Regions from separate parts of the Mus musculus genome. Here all the other regions are linked to region 1. A link is a contact called in public HiChIP or PLAC-seq and promoter capture Hi-C data. All regions are on one chromosome and are shown on one strand. Each heading gives the region's core, a stretch centred on a gene start, on an enhancer-like site or on the middle of the called end of the contact. The rest is flanking DNA. Distances are from core to core; before and after follow the strand shown.

Evidence for each region. HiChIP or PLAC-seq counts read pairs in DNA pulled down with a chosen protein or histone mark. Capture Hi-C pulls out chosen DNA fragments and counts their contacts.
Region 2: a promoter capture Hi-C map of liver shows a contact between it and region 1, with 4 times the contacts expected there. The contact joins the promoter of Gbp5 here to the promoter of Selenof in region 1. A contact is called at or near these places in 1 of 39 promoter capture datasets (pre-B cells), 1 of 484 Hi-C or Micro-C datasets (B cells) and 2 of 9 other capture datasets (adipose tissue and liver).
Region 3: an H3K27ac HiChIP or PLAC-seq map of thymic regulatory T cells shows a contact between it and region 1, with 10 times the contacts expected there. The contact joins the promoter of Pdlim5 here to the promoter of Selenof in region 1. A contact is called at or near these places in 1 of 39 promoter capture datasets (pre-B cells), 3 of 484 Hi-C or Micro-C datasets (CD4 T cells, embryonic stem cells and neutrophils), 1 of 115 datasets of contacts at active chromatin or transcription factors (thymic regulatory T cells) and 2 of 9 other capture datasets (adipose tissue and liver).
Region 4: a contact with region 1 is called in an H3K27ac HiChIP or PLAC-seq map of thymic regulatory T cells, with 9 times the contacts expected there. The contact joins the promoter of Prkacb here to the promoter of Selenof in region 1. A contact is called at or near these places in 1 of 39 promoter capture datasets (liver), 1 of 484 Hi-C or Micro-C datasets (CD4 T cells) and 1 of 115 datasets of contacts at active chromatin or transcription factors (thymic regulatory T cells).

Annotation. Positions count from the first base shown.
Region 1 is chr3:144,569,044-144,571,743 of GRCm38.p6, forward strand. Selenof (selenoprotein F) reads left to right here and starts at 1,384. Exons shown (of 5, transcript NM_053102.2): 1 at 1,384-1,756. The coding sequence starts at 1,682. Hs2st1 (heparan sulfate 2-O-sulfotransferase 1) reads right to left here and starts at 1,173. Exons shown (of 7, transcript NM_011828.4): 1 at 691-1,173. The coding sequence starts at 814.
Region 2 is chr3:142,495,489-142,498,188 of GRCm38.p6, forward strand. It overlaps Gbp5 (guanylate binding protein 5), which reads left to right and starts at 1,446. Exons shown (of 11, transcript NM_153564.2): 1 at 1,446-1,507.
Region 3 is chr3:142,394,442-142,397,141 of GRCm38.p6, forward strand. Pdlim5 (PDZ and LIM domain 5) reads right to left here and starts at 1,255. Exons shown (of 13, transcript NM_019808.3): 1 at 1,145-1,255.
Region 4 is chr3:146,811,511-146,814,210 of GRCm38.p6, forward strand. It overlaps Prkacb (protein kinase, cAMP dependent, catalytic, beta), which reads right to left and starts at 1,436. Exons shown (of 10, transcript NM_011100.4): 1 at 1,128-1,436. The coding sequence starts at 1,173. It overlaps LOC115486180 (a long non-coding RNA gene), which reads right to left and starts at 1,120. Exons shown (of 2, transcript XR_003954577.1): 1 at 691-1,120.

The DNA of each region.
Region 1 (2,700 bases), core at 134-2,633:
AACCCTGCAATTCCAAACCCTCAACGTTCCCCTCTTGTACATGCAATCAGCCTAAACTTACGACCCCACTCTGAAGCCCAAATCAACCAGTTTAGCGTCACTCATAAAGAACTTCAGTCCCCCAGATGTCTCCTTTTCGTGCCATCATCGGCTCCGCTGTCCCACACCGCCAGCCTACCAAAGCTGTCAGTTCTAAGGTCCCTTACTGCCCTAGGCTCAGGCATGCCTGCCACTCACTACGGTGAGCCGCTTTCACTCCCCATCATTCCCGGAGTCTCCTTCCATTTCTACCCATCTCCCCGCGACGAATCTCCCCACGACCACCATCCCCAAAGGATCCTGTGCCCAGGTGCCCCTAATTCAAATTCCAGTCCCCATCTCTGCACATGACTGGGGCTTTGCAGAACGATTTGGAAGAGAAGAGAGAGGGAGCGTTTGTGTCCTCCAGCAGCACCAGCTCCAGGCAGACCTGGGTCCCCTCTCTCAGTGAAGGGCCGACGGGGCAGCCCTCTGGCCAGAGACCTCGCGCGTGCAGCTCATCAGCCCAGCTTCCCTCCCCGGTGGCGGGAGCTCGACGTGCCCGGGTCCCAGCTCTCGAGGTTCTCCGAGGCCCCCTGAGGAAGCCCACTTGCTATAGCCGGCAATGCCCACCCGCCAGCCCGGCCCCGGCGCACCGCTCGGCTGCCTCACCTAGCTTCGCCCGGGACTCCTCCAGCTTCTGGATCTGGTTCTCCAAGAAGAGCATCGCCACCGCGAAGGCCACCACCGCCAGCAGCTGCAACTTGGGCGGCATCATAATCCTGAGGAGCCCCATGAAACCCGCCGCTCGCGATCAAGACATACCGCGGGGGGCGGGGAGCGGGGCCCCGAGGGCGACCGAAGCGCCGGGAGGAGACCCCGACCCGGGAGCTGCGCGGACTGCCGCGCCGCAGCGACCCCCTCCTCCTCTCCGGTCTCCCGCCCGCGGGAGCCAGCGCCGGCCGCCTGGTGCACGCTTCTCCCCGGCCCACTCGACGGCCCTGGCGCCCTCCTGCCGCTGCCGCTGCCGCTGCCCCCTGGCTTCGGGACCCCACGGCCGCACGCCCTCTTCCCTCGCTTCCTCCCTTCCCTCCCTCGGTCGCTCGCGGCCGCGCGCTCCTCCGGTGGCGATGCGGCTGCGGCTGCGCCGCCCTCGGCCCGCCCCCTCCCCTCCCCCTCGGCCACCACGCGCACGCCTTGACGCACGCTGCCCGGCAACCAGAGGCTCCACCCCCATCCTCCGGTACAGTGGTGTTCATTGGTCCGAAGAGAGGCCGCTTCTCGCCCTTTCGGTTCGATTTACGGTTGGGTTCCTTGTCACGGGACTCAAGCAAGGCGTTGTCCGATTGGGTAAACTTGGAGGAGGCGGGGCTACTGATGGCCGAGCTGGGGCTTCGTGGATAGCCGATTGAATGTCGTGAATAAGAAGCCCCGGTGTGGGGAGTTTAGGAAAATGCCTAATTTGAATCTCTAAAAGAACCTGAGGACTGTTTAACAATCGATCACTTACAGGCTCCCATGGTCGCCTAACTAACACTCGTCTTTGTGGGATAATAGGCTTGTAGCAGTGGCCTTTCGCGGCGGGTTTCGCGTCAGGCAGTGCAGTGGACGTCCCCGGCACAGGGGTCCTCAGACCCCTGAAGATTGACGGCAGACCGCAGGGATGGCGGCAGGGCAGGGTGGGTGGCTGCGGCCCGCTCTGGGGCTGCGCTTGCTGCTGGCGACTGCGTTTCAAGCGGTGAGTGTGGACCGCCTCTGGGGCTGCCTCAAGGCTGGTCGGAGAGCGCGGATGTGGAAGGGCAAACCCGGGGCCACGCTTGGGAGCCGCCCGTGGAACGGGCTGCCTTAGCGGCCGCTTCCATCCGGAATGAAACGTGGCAGAATTCCAGCCGGAGCTCTAGAGACGATGGTTTCCTCGCTTCAGGCAGCTAGGATCGGTTTTTCAGAGCACAGAGGGTACATAGTCAGTAATGCTTAGAAAGGAGGGACGTTTCTTTGAGTGAGACACAAGTGAATGAAACTACCGCTGCTTACAAACTCCCAAACCTTAAAGGGTTTTGGTCCAGACAAGCGGTTTTCCTCGTTAACCAGACGACACGGGTTCTAAATCTCTGAAAGGAGTTAACCTGGTTTTGACTTACTTAGCTACTCATGAAGCAACTGTATTTTTGGTAAATTCCTCTATGGGAGTTTTCCACCCATATTTACATGTCTTTGTACTTAGGATACTTAAGTGATTTGTCCAAGATTTTGGAAAGTTAAAATTATACCGTAGGTCTCTAAATACTCTGTTCTTCATAGGTCTTATAGTTCACAAACGTTGTCTCTGCTTTTCTTACTTTGTCCAAAGAGTGGATTCTTAGCGTCTTACATTGCAATACAATGTTGTTTTGAAACATCTGGTACTTCAGAAAACACTTAGGGAACATCCCTTTAAACTTTTATACTGGAAACATAAGTAAATTGTTGGCTTTTCCCTCCCATTGTAGTCGTTTGAATGTGTTACCACTACCAAAAGTAACAAAGGAGTAATGTTTTCAAACTATCTTCAAAATCTCAGTAGGCTATGGCTTTGTAAATACCTGCCCCCACCCCCTTGCCAATCAATGTTTTTAAACAATTTAACCATCCTTTATGTTAGTGAAGCAGTTCCCTCATGGATGCACTGTTTGAGCTAGTTGG
Region 2 (2,700 bases), core at 196-2,695, 2.1 Mb before region 1:
CCTTCTGAGGCCAGGTACTCCGAGGCTGCATGCTCAAGTCAGTCAGAGATTAGCCTGTCTGGAGAAGTGATCGAGTCCATGGAAAGGAAGTCTGGTAAAGGAATCCCACAGAAAAAACAATATTTTTTGAAAAACTGATATAATAAAAACAAAACCAACCAACCAACCAACCAACGAACCAAAGAAGACACTGGAGTGGAAGGCCATCCAATGCGCATGGATCAATACAGTTGTTATTGTGATAACGGTTAGGTTATTTTACCCAAAGTCACCAGTATAGGCGGTACCCACCATAAAGTCAAATGCTATTTCTGTCAAGCTTACAGGCAAGTGCAGTCTAAAGCGAGTATGCTTCCTTTTAGGAGAGTTAGACTCCAGAGAGCGTCAGAACAAAGTCCGCAAATATCCATGTACAACATTCAGCTTCTATATAACTGATCTTTATTGGCTACATATGACCAGACATTTCCTGAGTTTCCTTGTCCCAGTAGTGACAGCGTCATCTCCAGGACTTGTTAACATATTATTTTGGCTTGAATTCTAGACAAGTGAGATAGAAGATCTTTCTTGAAGCTCCGTTAAGGGAAGGCTATTTCTTCTTGGTAAAGCATAGCTATTTTATTGACCTATTTTAAAAAATTAGTTTAACCCACTCAGTGGCTTGAGTTTTGCTCAGAAGAATCGGACTTGGGTCACATCATCAGCAGATGTTCCAAACGGCACCAAACAGTATAAGATTAAAGCAGCTGCTTACAGCCTTTCTGTGACTGAGTCAGCTTGCTGGTGCAGTCTCTAACCCAGCAAGCGTGATTAGCTTTCTTTTCCTTTGCAATCTCTCCTTTCTGGTTTCCTGTACGGTTTGTCTGCTCTGCTAATTTTTTCCTCTCTCCAACTCCAAAAAAGTTATCCTCAGTTTTCCTAATTCTGTTCTTTATTTCTTTTATATATGGGATTCAAGAGTCCACAACATGACACCCTGAGTTCCTTGTTTAACCTACTACCAATGAAAACAACTTTTATCCTAAGTGGATGCAGAGACAATTGTAAGAAATGAGTCTTCAAATAGTACGTGAGGTTTCCCTTCAAAACAATTGTGATTCAAAACCATAAAAATTATCACCCTCGTTCAAAGGAATAAAATAAACAGCGCTTGAAACAATGACAAACGATGTCAACGTTCTCTTTCAGATTGTGGGCAACTTCTGGGAAATTAGTTCAGTGACATTCAAGCCTTCTGCTTTTGAAAATCCCCTTCAACTATACAGTCTGAACTTGTGTAGTTTCAATTTCAGTTTAGAGAACCCTTTTGCAGATTCCTGTTCTTGCGTTTCATAATCAAGTTCTCTCCCAGCTCTCTGGGAGAGGAAAGGAAATTCCCAGGGCTGGCCGTTATTTCTCAGAACCAAGCACAGATAAATAAGGGTGCAACGAGTTTGTCCTCTTGCAGAGTCCCGTTTGAAGCAGTGTTCTTACTGGCCCCTGCTCCCGCTCTTCAGTTTTTCTTAAGGTAAGACCTGGAGCAGGGGTGGGAAGAGACTGTTAGGAATTATTTTTTAGACTACTTTATCCAGGATGGGATGCATCCTAGCCTGGATGCTGGCTCAGCCCCATTAGAGATTAAACAGCAGTGTTCTCAGAGAAGCAGAATTCCTTGTCCAGCAGTCCGAGTGTTTATTCAGTGCCGTTATTGTTTCCTGTTAATGAGAGGGCAGAGTGTGAAGAGATTAAACTGAAAGGTAGAAATGACTTCCAACTGTTTATCTCCGCTTGTTCTAACTTCTTGGCATCCCTAGTTGCTGTTTAGAACAGAATCACCTCCAGAATAGCAGGCAACCATACTGTTTGCATGAACAATATAGCAGAGCATGAGCTGCGCAGTAAAAGGTCTGAGACTGGGGCTCTAACCAGCGCTCCCATTGTCGGGAAGTGAATTCCCAGACAGCAAGGCTCTATATGTGGGCCGATGCTTGTCCTCATTGGAGCTTGGGACAAATTCACAGCCAGAGCTGCGAGAGAGAGAGAGAGAGAGAGAGAGAGAGAGAGAGAGAGAGAGAGAGAGAGAGAGAGAGAGAACTCCAAGGCACACAGGAAGAGGTTTGCTGACAGCAGTGAGCATTTTCGCTGCACTGCCATCTCTTAAAGGTTCCGTGTTTGCTTTTCCTGGGCAGTCACTCACTTTTAAACCCCATTTGTGTTGGATTCTGTCTCTGCTACAATATTGTCTCTACCTTTATATGTTGACGAATCAAAAAATGACCTATTTGGCCGGTATGGTCTGGCTATGCGGATCGCTCCTGGGAACTCTTTTGACTTCTTGCTGTGTCCCGTGCCTCATGCATATCATACTTAAAGAACAGATAAGAATATAAACGCAAAAACTGAGCAAACACCAGAAGTTCATCTCCAGCACCTTTCAGTACTTTCAGATTTCTTGGTGACCTTCTTCCCTACAGTCCTCCCCTTGTGTGAACATTTCTCTTCTTCTCTTCTCTTCTCTTCTCTTCTCTTCTCTTCTCTTCTCTTCTCTTCTCTTCTCTTCTCTTCTCTTCTCTTCTTTTTTTTTATAATTATTTTATTTATGTGTGTGCCTGAGTGTATTTTAGTCCCCCAGGACTGGTGTTATAGGTAGTTGTGAGCCACCTGGTATGGGTTAAGGGAACAAAATCCAGGTCTACAAGAGCCTCAAGTGCTCTTAGTCAC
Region 3 (2,700 bases), core at 5-2,504, 2.2 Mb before region 1:
TTGGCTTTTTCCAAGTCTCCCCCATGTGGTTATTAGTGCCCAAATGCTAAAATACCAACCAAGCAGGCAGGAAATAACAGCTTATTCTGCTTTCAAACATGTAAAAACGTTGGAATTTCTGTAGAGCTTTGGATTTTCTTTTAGGGACAGCATAAATAATACCTTCCATCTACTGCTAGTGAGGGAGGCTAAAAGTGGTTTCCCACACTTGTGTGCGAGTTTCCTTGGTGTGCGTAACCGGGAGAGACCTACAAGTGAGGAGCCCTTCAATTAAGACAACCTAGAGATTCTTTCTCCCCTTCCTGAGATAGAATGGTGGGAGGACTAAAGCACTAAGGCTGAGGGATGAGACGTTTCCCAGCTTGGGTTCACGCCTAGCCCTGTTGGCCAAATAAGGTTCCCCAGCTAGCAGTTTCCGTAGCAGGCGGGTTCAGACGTCCTCGGGTCAAGAAGGCGGACCTGGGATAGGATCTGGCGATCACACCCTAGACCTGCCCAGCCCAGTCACGAATTTTCTTTCCAAGTTCTGCCCAGTCCATACGCCCTTCCTCTTTCCACTCATTGTCAAACGGGGCTGAAGCTCAGTCTGACCCAAGCCCCAAGTATACACCAGTTTCATAAAAACTGGCGACCGCGACTGATCTAAGTGGGCTTTCCTTCTGGACGCACCGACGTGTAACCCTCACAGGTTACACAACTGCACATATTTCAGGGAGGGGGAAATACACGCTTCTCCGTAGCCTGGGAGCCAGCAAACAAAACTGCGCCGCTTTCCCGTGCAGGCGCACACTCTCGGCTCGCCGGAGCTTCCCTGGGGGCTGGCGCGCCCCAGGCCGAGGTGCTGCCCTTCGCCGCCTGCCCTCCGGCTCGGCGGGCGCCCCCTGGTGCGCCCGGCTCTCCGGAGCGCCGGTCCCCGAGAGCCCCGGCTCCGGGCGCTCAGTCCCGCCGCGCGCCGCCCTGCCCCGGGCGCTTCTCACACCTCGGCGCGCACCGGGAGCACCTGAGGAGCAGCGGCTCCCGGGGACACGCTCGCCCCGTCCTCCTCTCGTCCCGCGCCCCTCCACGCGCCGCACCCCGTCACCCGCTTCTCCTCCTGTTCCCTCGCGGACCAGGACGTGCTCCTCCGCCTCCCGCGGCCACTCACCTCCTGACCGGCGCGGCGCACCCTCCGCCTCAGACCAGCGCTGACAAGTGGCTCGCGGTGCCTGCGCCGTCCCTCTCAAGCCGGTGGGGAACTTCCGCCTCCGCGCTCGCCCCGCCTCGCCCCAAGGCTGGCCACGCCCCTCCCCTAATGGTCACGCCCCCATGGTCCGGGCTGGGCGGGGCCACGTCGCTCAGGGCTTAGAAGGCAGTGGAGTCTCCCTGTTGTGCTCTGTGACTTGCTGGGACCGGCTGCCGCCGCCACAAAAAACAATTGCCCCTGTGGAGTTTCGGTGGGCGTAGTCTCCGGGGTGTAGTCTTGGACTGGTACCTGGCAAAGATCTAGCCTTCCGCTTCTCTGTTTTGTATTTCGGCGTTTTTCACTCTGCAGAAACTTGAATTGACCCGCAGTTGGTCTGGCTGAAAATAGAAAAGGGCTTTAGCTAAATCTCTGCCGGTGCAAGTTCAGCGACTACCGCCTGCTTTTGTGAAAGACCTCTGTATACTCTCGAGAAGTGCAAACTCTGAAGTTTGCTTGTCAGGAAGGTGAAAATCGCTAACCCTAATATGCAGAAGTTAAATCTGTCGTCAAGCTAAAGGACAGCCATACAAAGCAGTGGCCAAAAGTGATTCAGCCACTGTATCCTCAGCTTATTTTTCTAATTCCAAATTAACAGCACATTTACCTACTTCTGTAAAGTTGTTTGGTTTTGCCCAGAGAATTTATTCACAAGCAAACGTTAGTAATGTTTAACGAATACTCGAAAAGAAACTTTTAAAATATTAAAAGCACAAGTGTTAACCAAGTGGTGTATCAAACAAAAATAAACCTCAACCGAAGTCCCTGAGTCTGGAGTCTGCTCTAGAGGTACAAGCAAACTCCTAAAGTAGGTTCAAAGTTGTTCAAATAGTAGCCACTGGCCACATATGTCTATTTAACTCATTGTAAAAATGTTTTATATCATTGTTATGAATCTAAATTTATACATGAGTAGGATAGGATTTCCATTAAATAGAAGCTTCAGTAGGACTACATTTCACTGTACAGTTGGATGTTTAGTGGCCAAGTTGACATATATGGACCAGGTTTTTAAAATGTTATAAATTTAAAAAATAGGTATGTTGATTATATGTTGATATTATCTGCCTATTTAAAACATTATTACAACTTATTTTCATTTTTTAATGTATATACTAGAAAGTTTAACATGGATGTGACTTGCATATTTTGTTGGCCAGTTGTTGATTGTATTACATTCTAAAAGGAAAACTAGTTTGCAGGGAAGAATTTTTCTAATGTGGGATTTGTCTAGTGTGTTTTAGGGTTCTGTTTCATAGATCATTCCAAAGTAAATGGTTAAGAATGGTTACATGTAAACAGATATCCCCTGCAAAGCAAAGAGTCAGCCTTACAGTTGCCTTCATAGGATGAATACCAGCCTTAGTCACAATGTTTACAAATGAAAGTTGCAACAGATTCTATAACACATGATAGACAGTTCCACTTGTGACAAGTCACTTGCCTGTGTTACCTTATAACGTTCTTCTCTTCACCCCCTC
Region 4 (2,700 bases), core at 186-2,685, 2.2 Mb after region 1:
TTATTGATGAAACATAACCCGTTAAATCTGACTGTTGTTTACATTCCACAAAAGCAATAGCTAGACTCTCTTCTGTCAACTCAACTCTGCTTTGTTCATGAGAATCAAAAGCTGTTTGCTTCAAGCTAATTACAAGATTGGCTTCATTCTTCTGTTATAAACACAGACACAATGGAAGACGTTACTTACAGTAACACGAACAAATTGTCAGACTTACTTCAAGGACTGAGATGTCATTAACCTATGGCAATGTAACAAAAGTCAGGGACCGTTCTCTAATTATTGTGAATTATAAATTATAATATGAGCCGAATAATGGCACACAATTTTCTCACAGCCTGTTACACAACACGCATATATGTGTATGCTTACATATAAAACCAAGTTGCTACACAGAAACTCAATTCCCACGACCCTTTTGTCTTGAAATTTTGTACACAGTACTGAACGTCTGAACTTTCAGCTCTCGGAAGAAAGCACTTCAACTCTGAAATGCCTCTAAGTTTTACAGGCATCCTGGAACATTCCTGGATGTCTAGAGTAAACGCAACGCTGTCTCACTTATTTTTCCTCGAATGGATAAAGTTGCTGCTTGTATTTATGTCTGCCATCTCTAATCTCTTGGGTGAAAGAAAGAGCCTTAGACACTAAGGGTTAACGTCACCTTTGGAGACCCTCACGGACACTCACCTTGTGAGAAAACTGATATACATCCAGGAGAAGGAGAAAAAGCCAAGTCAACCCAAACGTACTACCTGTGGCTCCCTTAAAGGAGGGTCTGGGTGTTGGGGGCTCTGGGAGAAAGAAGAGCTAAGGGTGCGATCACAAAAGGACCATATTTGGGGACGCGTTCCAGACCGTGGCAGCCCTCCTCGCTCTAGTAAGAAAGGGGATCACAGGGACCTCGCTGCCCGCCTTCCCTCTCTCCAGTGAGCCCCGGGGCTTGGCCCTCACCCCCGAGCCTTCGTGGGGGAGGGGACAGAGGAGGAGGCGGCCGGCCCCCGCGGCCACTGCAAGGCCCGGCCCGTGGCTCGCGCGCGGCCTTGGGGGGGACACCGGCCCAGGGCGCTGCACCGCGCGGCGGCCCATCCGGCGGGAACCCAGCCAGGGCCTTCGACTCGACTCACCGCTCTCCACTTCGCTGCCTTTCTTGGCGATCGCAGTGTTCCCCATGACCCGGGAGTCCGCAAGCAGGGATGACGGAGGGGAGGGGACCGGGGCCGTCCCGCCGCCCGCCCCGCAGTCGGCAGCAACTTTGGCTAGGCTTTGGCTAGGCTCCCGCAGACCCTAGAGCGCGGCGTCCGGCTGCACGGAGGGGCTGGGTGTCCGGGAGAGATGCTGAGAGCTCTCCGGCAGAGACCGGGACCGTGGCGGTGGCGGCGGTGGCGGCGGTGGCGGCGGCGGCAGCGGCGGCGCGCGGACACTCCCCCTTCCCGAGCCCGCCCTCCACGCGCGTCCCCGACACGGCGCGTCCCCAGGAGCCGCACACCCGGACTGCGACCTCCGCCTCTTTCCGGGCGGGCGCGCCGGAAGTGACGCGGTCAAGCCCCCCGGCGGGCGGGAGCCCCTCTGTGCAGGGTTGTAGCGGTAACTTATTGCTTGTTGCGTGGATGCTGGGCTTGGCCGCGGAGGCTAAGCTCGAAGTAGCGAGGGACGTGGGGACCGTTAGTTTGGAAGCACCCCAGATCCTTCCTCGGCCTGGCATCCGGTGCCCCAGAGCCGGGCGGGGGGCACAGTGCCAGGGCTCGGCCTGCTCCCGCATCCGTGTGGCCCGCGTTCCGCACGCCGTGGTTGCTCTCGCTTGATCTTCCTGCGTGGCTGCAGGGACGTGCGTGCGCCCCTCCGCGTCCTGCCGACCCTGCTGACCCTGAGGTCAGCGTTGGCCAGGAATGTCTTTTCTCAGCTCCCAGCTGTCATTGGAACTTCTTCCCTTCGCTCTTCTAGGTATTCTCCCAACACACCAGGTCAATCACCAACATTCTTGACAGCTTATCCCTTCCCGAGTTCCTTCTTCATGGTCTCACCTGATTGCCCTCACAAATTCTGTCAGGCTTTCTAAGGAGAGATATGGGAATGTGTTGCCTGTTTTACACAAGTACGTTATGTGCATCAACACAGTCACAAATTTCAAAATAAACGCATTCCCAATTGATTGTTGCGCTTCCATGCATCTGAGAGTACTTGAGCTTTTCCGTGAGGTTATTAGAAATTAATCACCTAGCCCTCTGGTAGTTTTTGTTCTGGTTTTTTTTTTTTTTTTTTTTTTTTTGAGCTTTTGCTATCTAAAAAAAAAGCATTCCAAATTTAGAACAGAAAGATTAACTTCTGGAAGGGCAGAGACCATGTAAGTTTATTTTGTGTCTGCAGCACAAACCACAGTTGGCGCGTAATGAACGGATGGTTGTTGGCTGCTAAGGAGATTTCCCAGAACATTTTAAAAGTTTTGTTATTGGGGAAAAAAAGTAGCGGTGAGTGGAAGATTCTAAACAGATTCATACTTCTATTATTGGCAATTATGTTAAATTACCAAGCATGTACACCAAGTATACTGCGTTCTAAGTGTTGTACAAATAGTAATTAGTTTCCTCATAAAGTCCCTATGCAAATGTGGCAAGACTATCATTGTTTTACTTAAGATCCACAGAGGCACAGAGACATTAAAGGACTTATCCAAAGCTAATTAGAAGACCTTGAAATGAA